Linked DNA regions of Sus scrofa: regions 1 and 3 are each linked to region 2. A link is a contact called in public Hi-C and HiChIP or PLAC-seq data. All regions are on one chromosome and are shown on one strand. The core of a region is the stretch at or near the end of the contact, and the rest is flanking DNA. Distances in the headings are between cores, read along the strand shown. Region 1 overlaps TAB1 (TGF-beta activated kinase 1 (MAP3K7) binding protein 1). Region 2 holds the start of MIEF1 (mitochondrial dynamics protein MID51). Region 3 holds the start of TAB1 (TGF-beta activated kinase 1 (MAP3K7) binding protein 1).

The links. A called contact is a pair of places that touch in the nucleus more often than the background predicts. HiChIP or PLAC-seq counts read pairs in DNA pulled down with a chosen protein or histone mark.
Region 1: a contact with region 2 is called in a Hi-C map of retroperitoneal adipose tissue, with 1.7 times the contacts expected there. The contact joins the enhancer-like site here to the promoter of MIEF1 in region 2. A contact is called at or near these places in 10 of 47 Hi-C or Micro-C datasets (blood, embryonic fibroblasts, epiblast stem cells and 4 more) and 2 of 2 datasets of contacts at active chromatin or transcription factors (alveolar macrophages and skeletal muscle).
Region 3: an H3K27ac HiChIP or PLAC-seq map of alveolar macrophages shows a contact between it and region 2. The contact joins the promoter of TAB1 here to the promoter of MIEF1 in region 2. A contact is called at or near these places in 4 of 5 promoter capture datasets (fetal liver, fetal skeletal muscle and liver), 27 of 47 Hi-C or Micro-C datasets (adipose tissue, alveolar macrophages, blood and 15 more) and 2 of 2 datasets of contacts at active chromatin or transcription factors (alveolar macrophages and skeletal muscle).

The regions. Positions count from the first base shown.
Region 1 is chr5:8,834,687-8,839,243 of Sscrofa11.1, reverse strand. TAB1 (TGF-beta activated kinase 1 (MAP3K7) binding protein 1) reads left to right here. Exons shown (of 11, transcript NM_001244067.1): 4 at 1-16; 5 at 493-631; 6 at 1,511-1,624; 7 at 2,292-2,403; 8 at 4,342-4,486. Among named protein-coding and RNA genes, the nearest start is that of TAB1, 16 kb to the left of the region's middle. Within about 2 kb of position 3,238, at least 6 of the 83 cell types and tissues checked have an H3K27ac peak or open chromatin away from gene starts, as enhancers often do. A contact at or near this core is called in retroperitoneal adipose tissue, where this site is marked.
Region 2 is chr5:8,760,251-8,764,739 of Sscrofa11.1, reverse strand. MIEF1 (mitochondrial dynamics protein MID51) reads left to right here and starts at 2,653. Exons shown (of 6, transcript XM_001929366.6): 1 at 2,653-2,844.
Region 3 is chr5:8,851,277-8,855,749 of Sscrofa11.1, reverse strand. It overlaps TAB1 (TGF-beta activated kinase 1 (MAP3K7) binding protein 1), which reads left to right and starts at 2,974. Exons shown (of 11, transcript NM_001244067.1): 1 at 2,974-3,062. The coding sequence starts at 3,030.

The sequences.
Region 1 (4,557 bases), core at 1,989-4,488, 74 kb before region 2:
GTCCCAGCTGCCTGAGGTAGCGTCCCCAGCCTGTGCCCCAGGAGGAGCAGGTCACGGCCTGGCTTTGCTCGGAGCAAGGACTCCCCTGCCGTGTCACTCCCAAGTCATTGACAACTAGGCCAGAACAGCAGGTGTCACGGGGACAGCTCCTGACTGGGGATGCGGATGGTATACCCTCCTTGGCCGGCTGTGAGCAGCCGTACTCTGAGGCTCCGCGTGGGCAGGGGGGTGAAAGATGGCCCTTCTAGGTCAGCCTGTGGCCTGGATCTGTCCACAGCCTCGCCACCTACCTGCTCATCGCACGTGACGGCGCCCTCAGGGCTGACGGGACCAGTTAGGTCCTGTGTGGCTTTCCTGGAAGGAGCCTGCCTGGAGCTGTGGCCAGCCTCCCTCCTGGCTGGGCCCCAGAAGCTCACTCTTCAGGGGAGCGGAGCTTGGGGAGGTGGCCGCCAAGGCCCCAGGCCTGCTCTGACCCCCGACGATGGCTTCTAGGGTGTTCCTCAGCACCAGCTGCCTCCCCAGTATCAGAAGATCCTTGAAAGACTCAAGACGTTGGAGCGGGAGGTTTCGGGAGGAGCCATGGCCGTCGTGGCAGTCCTTCTCAGCAACAGGCTCTACGTGGCCAATGTCGGTGAGCTGCCTCCCGTCCCGGGGCGGGGGCGTAGGGGGGAGGTCGGCAGCAGGCTCCCCGTGTCTTCTGGGCGGTCTGCTTCCCAGACACAAGACCCCAGGGTCCTGAGGCCATGGCGCGTTTCACGTTACACCACAGGACGTCTCCGTCCCGGTCCCGGGCCCAGTTCCAGGCCAGGGCGTTGGAAGTACCTGCTGAGAGGCGGGTCTTGGGGAGCTTCGTCCCCTCTCTGGGCTGCCTCAGCGACTTCCTCTGGTGCTTGAGGTTGCCTGGCTGTGGAAGACCCACGTGGCCTCCTCTAAAGGGCAGCAAGATAGGCTGAGGGGGGCTGGGGGCTGAGGCAGAGAAGAGGCCACATGGGGCCCTGAGAAGAAGGTACCCCCAGGGGGGACAGATTACTATAGGGACCCTGGAGACACCCCACTGTCAGGGTCCCTCTTCTTTCTTTAGGATCTCATTATGGACAAAACATAAAAATGTAAAAAAATAAGGAGTGAATAACATTTAATAGTCTCGCGTGCCCATCCCCCAGCCCCCCCATCATTCCTCCCTGCCAGTCTCATTCTGTCTACAGCCCTCTGTCCCGTGTGGCTGTGAAAAAACCCAGACGTTGCACGTGTTAGTGCGTCTCCTTAGACAACAGGTCTCTTGTTAAAATCATCCTCAGCCATCCTCGGATGACACTGGAAGGTTTCACCGAATCCATCCCTTAACACCATCCGCTCTCCCTGCCTGGTGATCGCTCCCGTGGTCTGAGCCTGTCCTCTGAGTTCATTTCAGGGATTTCCACGTGTGAGATGCCTGTCTTTCCCTCTTCTCGACGTGTCCTGTCTGCCCTGTGCTCTCAGTCTTTGCTCAGCTGCTCACATGCTGCTGCAGGTACGAACCGGGCGCTTTTATGCAAATCCACGGTGGATGGTCTGCAGGTGACGCAGCTGAACATGGACCACACCACCGAGAACGAGGATGAGCTCTTCCGGCTCTCGCAGCTGGGTGAGCGGGGCGAGGACGACGCAGGCCGGGGGGCGAGGGGGGGTGTCGACCCCACTGGCTCGCCCTTTGCCTTCTGCTGGTGGCCGTGGAGAGGGAGGCATGGAGTGGACGGGCTGTGACCTTGGGGCTTGGGACCAGCTTGCCAGGGGTTGAATCCCGGCTCTTGCCACTTCCTAGTTGGCGATTTGGGAACTTACTCGAGTTTTCTGTGCCTCAGTCACCCTTCTGTGTAATGACGATAACAGTAATGCTTACCCCAGGGTATCTCGAGGCTTGAAAGAGTTAAAACGTGTGAAATGCTGCCAAGAGTCCCTGGCACGTGGAGGCAGGCACTCACTGTTACTGGTGGGGACGGAGAGGCCAGAGGAGGCGTGGGGTTCTGGCCGCCGCACCACCCTGTCCCTCCCGGAAGCTTGGGCAGCAGAGGGAGCCGGGCTGAGCCGTGTCGGATCTGCTCTCACGTGGGGTGGGGGGTGGCTCTGAGCGAGGAGTGTTCTGATGGGGGTAGGGGCTTAGGGCCCTGGCGGACTTGGGGTGAGCCGCCCTCCAAGGCGCCCTGCTACACCCGCACTTCCTGTTCAGTGGGTCCTGTTGCCTTGTTTTTACTGATATGTCTGTAGCACCTTCTTTCTGAACAAAGGCTGCAGTTGTGTTGCTCTCCCTCTAGGTTTGGACGCAGGGAAGCTCAAGCAGGTGGGGGTCATCTGTGGGCAGGAGAGCACCAGGCGGATTGGGGATTACAAGGTCAAGTACGGCTACACTGACATCGACCTACTCAGGTAGGGGCTGGTCCAGCTGCCCCACGTGTGTTTGCAAGACCAGAGGGCCTGGGGCGGACACAGACGTTAGGCTCTAGGACAAAAGGTACAGTTGGAAGTTCAGAGCCCAAGGGGATGCTTTTGTCCTTCCAGAGAGGTTGGTGTGGGGCAGGCCCTGGACCCAGTGGGCCAAGGAGTTGGGGTCCTCTAGAGCTAGGCTGGCAAAAGGTCAAGTTGGGGCTCTGGGCCAAAGCCAAGGACAGCACCCAGAGTCACGGACCCAGCAAGAGAGGCCAGAGTTGGCATGAGCTGCCCGGTGTGAGCAGAGACGGACCAAAGGCCTCTTGGTCAGTGTTGTCATGGCTGGGCTGGGGCGGGGGTGCCAGATGAAGTGTCCTTCTGGGTGCCACCCAGTGCCACAGCAAGCGAGCCTTTCATCAAGCCTGCGCGCAGGTCTTTTCATCCATTCTCTTGTTCAGTCTTCCCTCGGGCCTATGAGGTAGGTGCCGCGCTTACCCGGAAGGGGTCTGCACGGGAGGAAGCTGACACATGCAGGCGTTGGGCCGCCTCCTGGTCTCGGGGTAATAGTGGACTGAGGCCAGACCTGAAGCCAGGCAGTCTGCATCGGAGCTTGTATGCTGAGCCCTGGCCACCCTGTGTGAGATCGCTGATTGGGAAAATGGGTGTGTGTGCACATGTGTGCACGTGTGTGTGTATTTGGTGGGGGCGCTCCGAGCCTAGTGTTCTGCACGTCACTTTGTGCTCACAGGGCCCGTTCCCCCATTCCTGCACAGCTACAATGCTGGCACAATACAATTCAGCATTCTTGGTAACAGTGGCCACACCTAACCCGCCCTGCCGATGGATTCTCAGGGTGTTTCCAGACTTGCTCTTTCAATTCCCACTGCTGGGACATCCTCTCTGTCCGGGCCCTGCGTGCGTGTGCGCATGTTGGAGCTTCCTGACATTGACTGGCTCTGACAGGGCGTCAGTAAATGAACCCTTTGCAGCTGGATTGGGGGCGGGGGGTGGGGGGCTGAGTCAGCTTGGAGGAGCCCAAGAGCAGTGTCTTGTGCCTTTTATTTTATTTTTTTTGTTTTGTTTTTTGCCTTTTCTAGGGCCGCATCAACAGCATGTGGAGGTTCCCAGGCTTGGGGTCTAATCAGAGCTGTAGCCTCCAGCCTTCCGCACAGCCACAGCAACATGGGATCCGAGCCGCATCTGTGACCTACACCACAGCTCTTGGCAACGCTGGATCCTTAACCCACTGAGTGAGGCCAGGGATCCAAACCCAAAACCTCATGGTTCCTAGTCGGATTTGTTAACCACTGAGCCACAATGGGAGCTCACGAGCAGTGCCTTTTAAAAGCGAATCCGGGAGTTTCCGTCATGGCTTGGCGGAAACGAATCTGATTAGTATCCATGAGGACACAGGTCCGATCCCTGGCCTTGCTCGGTGAGTTAAGGATCCGGCGAAAGCTGTGGTGTGGGTCACAGACGCGGCTTGGCGTGGCTGTGGCTGTGGTGTAGGCCGGCAGCTAGAGCTTGATTGGACCCGTAGCCTGGGAACCTCCATAAGCTGCGGGTGAGGCCCCTAAAAAGACAAAAAAGATAAAAATTTTAAATAATAAATAAAAGCGAACCCTTCCCTCTTTCCGTCCCACCCTCCCTCTGTCACCCCTGGCTCTGTGAACAAGCTCCATGGAGTGGGGCCAGGATTAGGCATTTGACCTTGGCCATTCTGAGCCCCACTGCCCACTGGCCCTCTCAGCTTTATTTTAGCAGCTGCTCTCAGAGAGGACAGGTCTGTTTTTCTGATTTTTTTTTCCTTCCTCTCTTCCTTTTCCTTTTATCAAGATGTGTTTTATTTTACATTCTGGGTGCATATTCTTCTCACCAGAATAAATGTCCCCAGGGGCTGTTCCAAACATAGCTCTCCCCTCCGCTCTCCTCCCGCAGCGCTGCCAAGTCCAAGCCGATCATCGCAGAGCCGGAAATCCACGGTGCACAGCCCCTGGACGGGGTGACCGGCTTCCTGGTGCTGATGTCCGAGGGGCTATACAAGGCCCTGGAGGCAGCCCACGGGCCTGGGCAGGCCAACCAGGTGAGCCAGGCCTGGGCGGAGCACGGCTGGCCCGTCTACAAGGTGTGGCACCCTCGGGGACTCAGCCAGCC
Region 2 (4,489 bases), core at 1,404-3,903:
CTCTTTCCCCCGCCCAGCAGCCCTGGGAGCTATTTTCTTTTCTTTAATAAAGACTTTGCTTGCTTGCTGCCTGTGTGTTCACTGAGATCATTCTTTGACGGCCGTGAACCAGAATCCGGATTCCAGTATCATCTTCCCAGAATCAGAAGGGCTGGTGCCATCTCAGTGTGTTTCCTTCACACCAAGCCAGCTCTGGGAAGAATGATGCCTAAAATCCCAGGTGTCACAGGCAACTATTACTCCTGAATCTGGAGCCTCTTCAAGGCCCCCATCTGGACCTCTCCCTTTCCTACCAGGGGTTCCAGGGGTTCACAGTATCCCCAGGATGGATGGGGCCCCTTATGTCATGGGAAGTCTTCCTTCACCAAAGTGAACTTAGGCACCTGGAAAACTGCCTTCTTTTCGCAGTTTGAAGAGCCTGGAAGATGCTCCAAGATAGGCTGGTGGGTGGTGAGGGGGGCAGCAGAGCAATGGCTCAGGCAGGACCTAGAGACTGTGGTTGGCTCTTCAGTCGCACCCCCACATCAGGAGATTCTGTGGTTCTACCACTTAATACTTCCTGGATCTGACCACTCCCCTCCACATGGCTACCTCCTGGCCTGAGCCTCTGTTCTCTCTCCCCTGGGGCTTGGCAACCTCTTGCCCAGTCTCTCTGCTCTAGCCCTGGCACCGTTCTGTTTGTCTCAAGCCAGACCGATCCTGTGAAAATAGAAGTCAGGGGCCCTTTTCGTGGAGACGGTACCAAAACTAAGGAAGAAGCACCTGCCCTCTTGTTGCAGGAAGGGGGACACCTTCCAGGGGCTGAGCATGGGCTCTTTCCTAATGCTCAGAAATGAAGTGGTCAGGAGTTCCTGTTGTGGGGCAGCGGAAACAAATCTAAGAACCATGGGGTTGTGGGTTCGATCCCTGGACTCGCTCAGTGGGTTAAGGATCCAGCATTGCTGTGAGCTGTGGTGTAGGTTGTAGATGCAGCTCGAATCCCGCATGCTGTGGCTCTGGCGTAGACCGGCAGCAACAGCTCCAATTAGACCCCTGGCCTGGGAACCTCCATATGCCGAGGGAGCGGCCCAAAGAAATAGCAAAAGGACAAAAAAAAAAAAAAAAAGAAGAAGCATAGTTGTGTTCATTGTGGAGGTCAAGGCGACCAACACATGTGTCAGACAGGCTGGGAAGATGCTTTTATGACATCGCATAGCCAAGGCCAACACCCTGATGGGGTCTGATGAAGAGAAGAAGGTATATGTTTAACTGGCCCCTGCCTGTGATGCTTTGGGTGGTGCCAAAAAAATTGGGATCATCTAAACTGAGTCCAGCTGGCTAATTTGAAATATAATTTTTTCACCATAAACAAATGGTCAGGTCGTGTTCCTCCTTAGCTCCAAATCTTCTGGTGGCTCCAGCCTCAGCATAGTCTCCCCTCCCCTGCCCCGAAAAGGACCTGCAGTCCTGCGTCTTCCCCAGTTCTTGCTCACTCACTCTACTCCCCTGGCACTGGTCCCCTCTCTTCTGCTCCTAGGACAGCTGAGCCTAAGGGCCCACCTGAGGGCCAACACCTGGAATGCTCCTCCCTCAGGTCCTACTCCAGGTTCCCTTATCAGACAGGCCTTCTGGCAACACTCCACATAAAAAGGCAACTCCTTTCCCTTCATCCTCTCATCCAGTAAGTTTCTCAAGTTTCTCCCGGTTCTTATCACCTCCTCTGACATCAGCCTCCACCAGAATCTGAGGACTTGATGTATTCTCTGCAGTGCCAGTGGCAGTGCTTGCAAAACAAGGATTTATGCAAGAATGAATGGAAGGGTGGGCAATTGTCCTGCCAGATGCCTTTTAATCCACACAAAAGCTGGGAGGGGTTAGGAAACTTGCCAGAGGGCAGGCAGCTGTCCTTAAGTGGTGGAACTGGGACTGGAACTGGAGCTGTCTGGGCTTGATTCCAAAGCCTGCCTGTTCCCCTCCCCTCCTAGACTATCCTTCCTCAGCCGGACACTGAACTAGGCTCTGGGGGGAAGGGGGTTTAGGGATTCCGTAAGGACATGGCTCCTGCCCTTAAATCTGGTGAGACAGAAACTAAAAAAACAGTGCCTAGCAAATAACAGGCGCCAATAACACGTTTTGTTAACTTAAGGAGTGAAGCCCTAGGTGGTCAGCAGACATTTCCGTGGAGCCCAAAGGAGACATTAATGTTGGATGAGAAAGGGGGCGGGAAAAGACTTCAACAGGGGACAGTTGAGGTGGTCCTTGAAAGGTAGGTCTTTGCCAGGGGAGCGGGAACGGCATGGAGGGTTGAAAAGAAGGCAATCTGAGAAAATGGAAGAGCTGTGAAAGCCACGATAGGGAATACTGTTAGTGTTAAAAGTCCCCCAGGAGCCCTCATGGTTCCAGCTCGAGATGGGCAGACAGTGCTGGGGCCTGGCCAGACCCCCCGGACAGACCACGGTGCTGGCAGCAGGGTGGGTGACTACCCCGCCCAGCTGCCTCCCCCAGCTTTCCCTGGCTCTGTTCCGCGGGACGACGACGCCTGGGACCGCCGCGTAGGCGAGGCCCTCAGCAGGCCGGACCCTCTGTGTTGTCACGTACGGAGGCGGGACTCAAGCTTGTGGGCGGAGCCGAGCTAGGGGGCGTGGCCCGACGTGGCTCTGGCCCCGCCCCGAGAGAGGCCTAGGCGGGGGAAACCGGAAGTCCTCCCGCCTCCCCCTGCCTCCAGGCTCTCTTCGATCCCTCCCCTCAGCTCCGTGCGCAAGGTCGTGTCCCGGAAGTGAAGGGGCCATGTTGGCGGGTGACCCCAGGAGAGGTACCGGGCGAGAGGCGAGACTCGAGGAGTGGTAGCGCGCGCGCGGCCCGCAGGTAAGTGAGGGGAGGAGTGAGGGCCAGGGCTGGGGGCTCGCCGCCTTTCCTCTCAGGGCCGCGGCCGGTGCTCCCTATCCGGCCCTGGCTACCGACCTGGCCGCCGGGGGTCTGGCCCTAGCCTGCCGGGCTTTCCCCCTGAGGCCTCTCGTTGGCCCCGCCCCAGCCTCCGGAGCCCTCCCGGGGGGGCCTGAGCCGGCCTGCCCCAGCCTCGGGGTCTTCCCTCTTCGGCTCGGTGCGAAGGCGGGGTCGGGGAAGAAACTGGGGACCCGCCGGGGCCCAGCCGCCCACTCGCCGCTCGACCTTGTAGTAACAGCTCTGGCGTGACAGTCGCTTCCTACTTCATAAAGCACTTTTCCTGTTGATTTCTGGACTTATCTCCTGCTGCGGGAGACCCTTAAGGGGGGCTGAGGGGTGCTCTTCTGCAGTTGAGGAAAAAGGGACGGGGATGGCTGCTAGCACTAGGCCGGAGGCTGATGGCTAGCTGGTTTGGGGCCCAAAGTCCAGACGTTTTTACCAAATGTTTCCCCCACTCCTTCTCGTTTCTGTATTTCAGAAACAAGGGTCATCATCATTTTTTTCCACAGAAGGACGTTTTGAGGGTTCCCTCTTTAGTATGTGCCAGGCCCTGTGCTGGGAAAGTTTGTAGAACACCTAGAAGTGCTGTGCACTTGGTAAGCTCCTAGCCAATGGTAGTAGCTGTCATTACAGAGGCAGGCAGAATTGGGGACACGCGTGCACCCCCTCTTTACAGCTGTGTGCCTGTGGGCAAGTTACTTCCCTCTGGGAGCATCAGTTTTCTCTACTTAAAATGGGGATACCGATGACACTGGTGGTGTGTTAGAACGGGATGAGTTGTCACGTGGGACCTGCTTAGCCCTCGCATGATATCTAGTAAACAGTAAGTGTTAAAGCTTGACGTGAACCCGGACCAGTTTGTAAGTTCCTCAACTTACATGTGATAAGGGATGACAAAGCACTTTACAAATGATAACCCCCTGCTGTTGTGTAAGGACTGACTGTGACAGTTTATGTGTAGCTCCATTGAATACAGATGAGAGTAGGTAACCCTAATAATAGCTGTCCCTGATAGACTGCTTAGTAGATGCCAAATGCTGTTCTAACCACATTCACATACATTCACTCATTTCATCCTCTTACCGGCCATGTGGAAAATACAATTTTAATCCTCCTTTTACACATAAGGAACTAAGGTAAGTACAGAGAGGTGAAGGAACTTGCCAAAGGTCATCGGCTCATAAGTGGTGGTGCTAGGATTCAGTTATGACTGAGAGCCCTTAGCTTCAACCCACCTAGACGCCCCCTTAGGGTAAGGTTCTATTGCAGGTGCTTTGCGAACAATATCTCAGGCAATTGTTAAAATAACCCTTTGTGATAAGTACTATATAGCAACATATAAACCTAGATAGCATTATCAATGTTTTTGCAAACGAGGAACCTGATGCTCGTTATGTACTTTGCTGGAAGTCATGTACTTTGCTCGAAGTCGTGGCAAGTAAGTGGCATAGCCAAGAGCCAAGCCCTGGTCTTTCTGCATAACCTGTAGTTTCCCAGGAGCAGGGTCAGCAGGCTAGGATCTGGTCCCATCCCTGCCACCAAGTCATAGCGTGACCTTGGCAGGGTG
Region 3 (4,473 bases), core at 1,725-4,224, 91 kb before region 2:
CACTGTTGCAGAGCTGTATATAACAGCCCCCAACTGGAAACAAGCTTATTAGCTAACATTTGAAAATGAGGGGGTACCCAGTCAAAGGACTCTAAGGCATCCATTAAGATGATCAGTATAAGAGTTCCCTGGTGGCTCAGCAGGTTAAGGACCCAGCATTGTCACTGCTGTGATCAGATTCGATCCCTGGCCCGGGAACTTCTGCATGCTGCAGGTGTGGCCAAAACTTTTTTTAAAAAGATGATCAGTGTGAAGACCACACAGCCCTATGGCAAAACGCCTGTGACCAAGAAAAGCCCAGAAAGACAAAGCACACCCCCCAAGGTGGTCTCTCTGCACTCTCCTTTGATCAAGATTTTTGTCCGGGTTCCTGGCCAGAATGGAGAAGACAAAAAGGAAGGTGAGGATGAGGATAGTGGGATGTGGGCGAATATGCTTTTCTCCCTTCCAAACATTCCTCAGTGTCCTTACCGTCATCTTCCCAAGCTGTTATCTGCAAACAAGATGCTGCGGGGCTGCGTGAGGCTGAACAAAGGACTGATGGCATCTGTGGGCTCCGTGGGCAGCTGGCTAGAGGCACAGAGAGACTGGCTGCAGACCTTACGACAAAGGCTGGATCCAAGCTCCCGGCACAGCCTGTCTCAGTTCCCAGAAGGTGGCTGGCTCTATCTGTTCTTCTGCAGTCGGGGCTTTGGAAAGGCCACAGTGTGGTGGCATGGAGTTATCTGACATCCCAGGCCATGTGTGTGCTTTTTAGAGCATCAGATAGCCTGGCCCTTGTCTCCGCCAGGTGGCCTGCCCACCTTGGTGCCTGGAGCTTGATGCCTGGCTGTTTAAACAGACATCAAGGTCAGTGGTTGTGGTGTCTTTGTTCCACTGGCAGAAGCATGGCATGGACTGATTGCAAACCCTGACCCAGAGGGTTGTCCCGAGGAAAACAGGATCCACTTTACAGCTTGGTTCCCAGGCACCGCGTCCCCAGAAAAGAAGGGGGTGTGTCCACAGCAGAGGTCCTTGTATCCGCCCCACCCTTCGGAGCTCAGTGCCAGGCAGGCATTGTCTTCATTCTTCTCCCAAGTGCCACGCTGAGTCTTCCTACTCCCTAGAAAATCAGACCCACGGAATTGGGCAACGAGGACCCATCACAGTGCGTGGGTCAGGGGGCCAGGGACGGAAAGAGGCATGGGCTGGGGTGTCTGGAAGTCCCAGGTCCCAGTTCCAGCTGCCCTGTAAGTCACTTGGGGACCTTGGGACTGCCTGTCCTCTGGGTGCCTCATCTATCAATGTACCCATTCATCTCCCACTCTTCCCCCAGTTTGATGCCACACACATTCACTGAGCAGCTTCTCTGGGGCCTGTGAGGAGACCTAGGGCTGAACTGCCGCAGTTCCTGCCCTTGGAAAGGTCACTCCAAACAGTAACTATGGTTTTAAATGACCAAAAATGACTGAAGGGGAGTTCTCTTGTGGCTCAGCAGGTCAAGGATCTGGCATTGCCACTGCTGTGGCTTGATCCCTGGCCCAGGAAACTTCCGCGTGCTGTGGGTGCAGCGAGAAAAAAAATGACTGAGGGAGTGATTTTTTGTTTGTTTGTTTTTGTCTTTTTGCCTTTTTCTAGGGCCCCTCCCGTGGCACATGGAGGTTCCCAGGCTAGGGGTCTAATCGGAGCTATAGCCACCAGCCTACACCACAGCCACAGCAACGCGGGATCCGAGCCGCATCTGCAACCAACACCACAGCTCACGGCAACGCCAGATCCTTAACCCACTGAGCAAGGCCAGGGATTGAACCCGCAACCTCATGGTTCCCAGTCGGATTCGTTAACCACAGAGCCATGACGGGAACTCCCGGACTTTTTTTCTTACACATCTCAGAAGCACCTCAAACTCAACATGTCCAAATGGAAATTTCTCCCTATCCTCAAACCTAGCTGGTCTTGCTAGAAATCCAGAAGAATCTTTGGAGTTCCCTGGTGTCTCGGCAGGTTAAGGATCTAGTGTTGTCACAGATGTGGTGTGGGTTTGATCCCTGGTCTGGAAATTCCACATGTCGTGGCCAAAAAAAAAAAAAAAAAAGGAAATCTGGAAGAAACTTTGACACATCTCTTCCCGGCACCCTCCACAAGCAATCCATGATCACACCCTGACAATTTCATCTCCTAAATAAAACTCACCCACTGCCTAGATCTAGAACAAGAATCTCCTAATTGGTCTTCCTGTCCCTCCTCCAAGCCTCTTCTGAACACCAATTTTGTACACAGTAGTCAAAGGGATCTTTCTACCAACAGAATGATGTCAATAGCTTGCTCAGAAGTCAACTCTCCTTTGTCCTCCAGATGAATAGCCCAACTCCTGCCTGGGGCGGCAAGATCAGAGCCTGCCCTCTACCCCCTTCACCTCACTCTTTCCTCCATCTCTGTTCCAGCAGCAGGGCCTTCTGTGACACGCGGGCTTCCTGAACCCACCCTGCTCCCTTTCCTCGTGCCCTGTGCGCTAGCTGTCCCCTCCCGCTCTCCTTGAGGCCCGCTACCTGCCTACCACATCCATAAACTCTCTTCCTAGCAAGCAGCACCACTCGAGACGCCTTACCCATGTAAATGCTGTCCTCCCCAATTAAAATGTTAGCTTTTTGAGGGCCTGTCTGGTTTTGCTGCTTCACCCTAAAGGGCCAGACACAGTTACCCAATTAACATTTATTGAGTGAATACTAATTCGCCCTCCCTCGCTCCCATAGGGCTCACAAAGCACCCTAATCCAGGGCCTTAGGAGTCCCACCGGAAAGGAACCCTGGAGGAGGCGCTGAAAGATGGACGAGAGACAACACAGAAAACCTTTACCTACTGCAAAATAAAGGCTGGAAAAGCGCGCCTGCGCACTCGCCTTGCGACGGCCGCATCCCGCTTCGGCCTTGGGGTGGCGCTGGGCGCATGCTCCGTGGCAGCGCGGTCCTCCCGGCCGGCTCCGGGCCGCTCTAGCCGCCCTTCTCGCCTGCTCTGCGGGAGGCGGGCGCGCCAGCGGGGGTCCCTCCAAGATGGCGGCGCAGAGGAGGAGTCTGCTGCAGAGTGTGAGGAACCGACCCGCTCTTCGGGCTGGGGGTCGGGAGCCCGGGGCAGGGAGGGGGGAGCCTGTCGGGTGCAGGCGCAGCTCCCTCTCCGCCTTTGGGCCGCCTCTGCGTCTTTGGCGGGGTCTGGCCGCCATCCTTTCCTTTCCCGGGCCGGCCCCCTTCATTCCCAACCTGGGGCGCGTGTGGCCCCGCAAGGCCTGCGCGTGCGCGCTGCCTGCCGGTCCGTGGGGAGCTCGGATTCGCGGTGCGGCGGCCGGGAACGTCAAGGGCCCGACGAGGGTGGGAGCGCTTTGAGCCCGCAGGGACAGTGGCGCGCGACAGCCGAGGAAGCTGGGGGTAGCGAGGCAGCCCGGCTCGCTGAGCCGGTCGTGCGAGGATAATAATCAGCAGCAGCCACTTGGGTATCCCTTATTGAATCCCACGCTTTGTGCCAATACATTTTCATTTGTAAGTTTAATTTTCCCATCATCCCTTGAGATAGGTACGGTAATTCTTCCTGTTTTACACATGAGGAAACTGAGGCACAGAGAGGTGGTCATTTGCCCAAGGTCACGCAGCTGGTAAGTGGCAGAGCTAGGAAATCAGTGATTCTGATTCCAGAAACCTTCTTAACCTCTAGGCTTTAGAAAGGAGTGACTGGCAGCCTGGGTTCTGGTCCCGGCTCTAATTAGCTGTGCCTCCATTGGCCTCAGTTTCCTTATCCTTTAGGTAAGCAGGCAGTGGGAAGATTGTCCTGAAATTCATCCCTCTCCCTGGCCTGAATCCTCCTGGGTTTGTCACTGATGTCTTCCAGCCCCTGCATCCTTTTGACACATCTGCTCATAGATGCACACACACATGTTGGCACCATGGAAGTATTCTGACCAGCCAGGGCAGGTTGCAGGACCCTCCGGGCCCTTCTTAGATGTGGCGATCTGATGTTCTTTCCTGTGGACTTGTCTGCCTCTTTTACTGGAAAGTGAACTTGAAGAGAGGGACGTGTGATCTACAATGAATAGTGTCGCCAAGCATGTACCACACTGGTAGGTGCCAGGCATTCAGTAACTTCTTTGTAAAGGAATGAGTTAAGCATTTGAAGCAGATCCAGTGCTCAGCCTTGGCCTTACAGAGATGCAGCAGGCCTTGGCCTTCCTGCCCTTGGGGGTCTTAAAGCATCAGAACTGGAGGGAAAGGGGTGACCTTCGTGGCTGTATACTAATGAGAGGCTTTATGTGGGTTCCCGATGAAATTGCTCTTCCAGGACAGCAATTCCCAGCTTTCCCTGGTGGGGTTAGCTCTCTTCCCCTCCACTTCTCTGACTGCCCCTTTATTTTACTACTGCCTGGCAAGTCGGCCTTAAACTTGAGTGGGTTAGGTAGGTCTGGCCCTCTCTTCTGTAGAAGGGCAGGGGCCCTAACTAAGTGTCCATGGT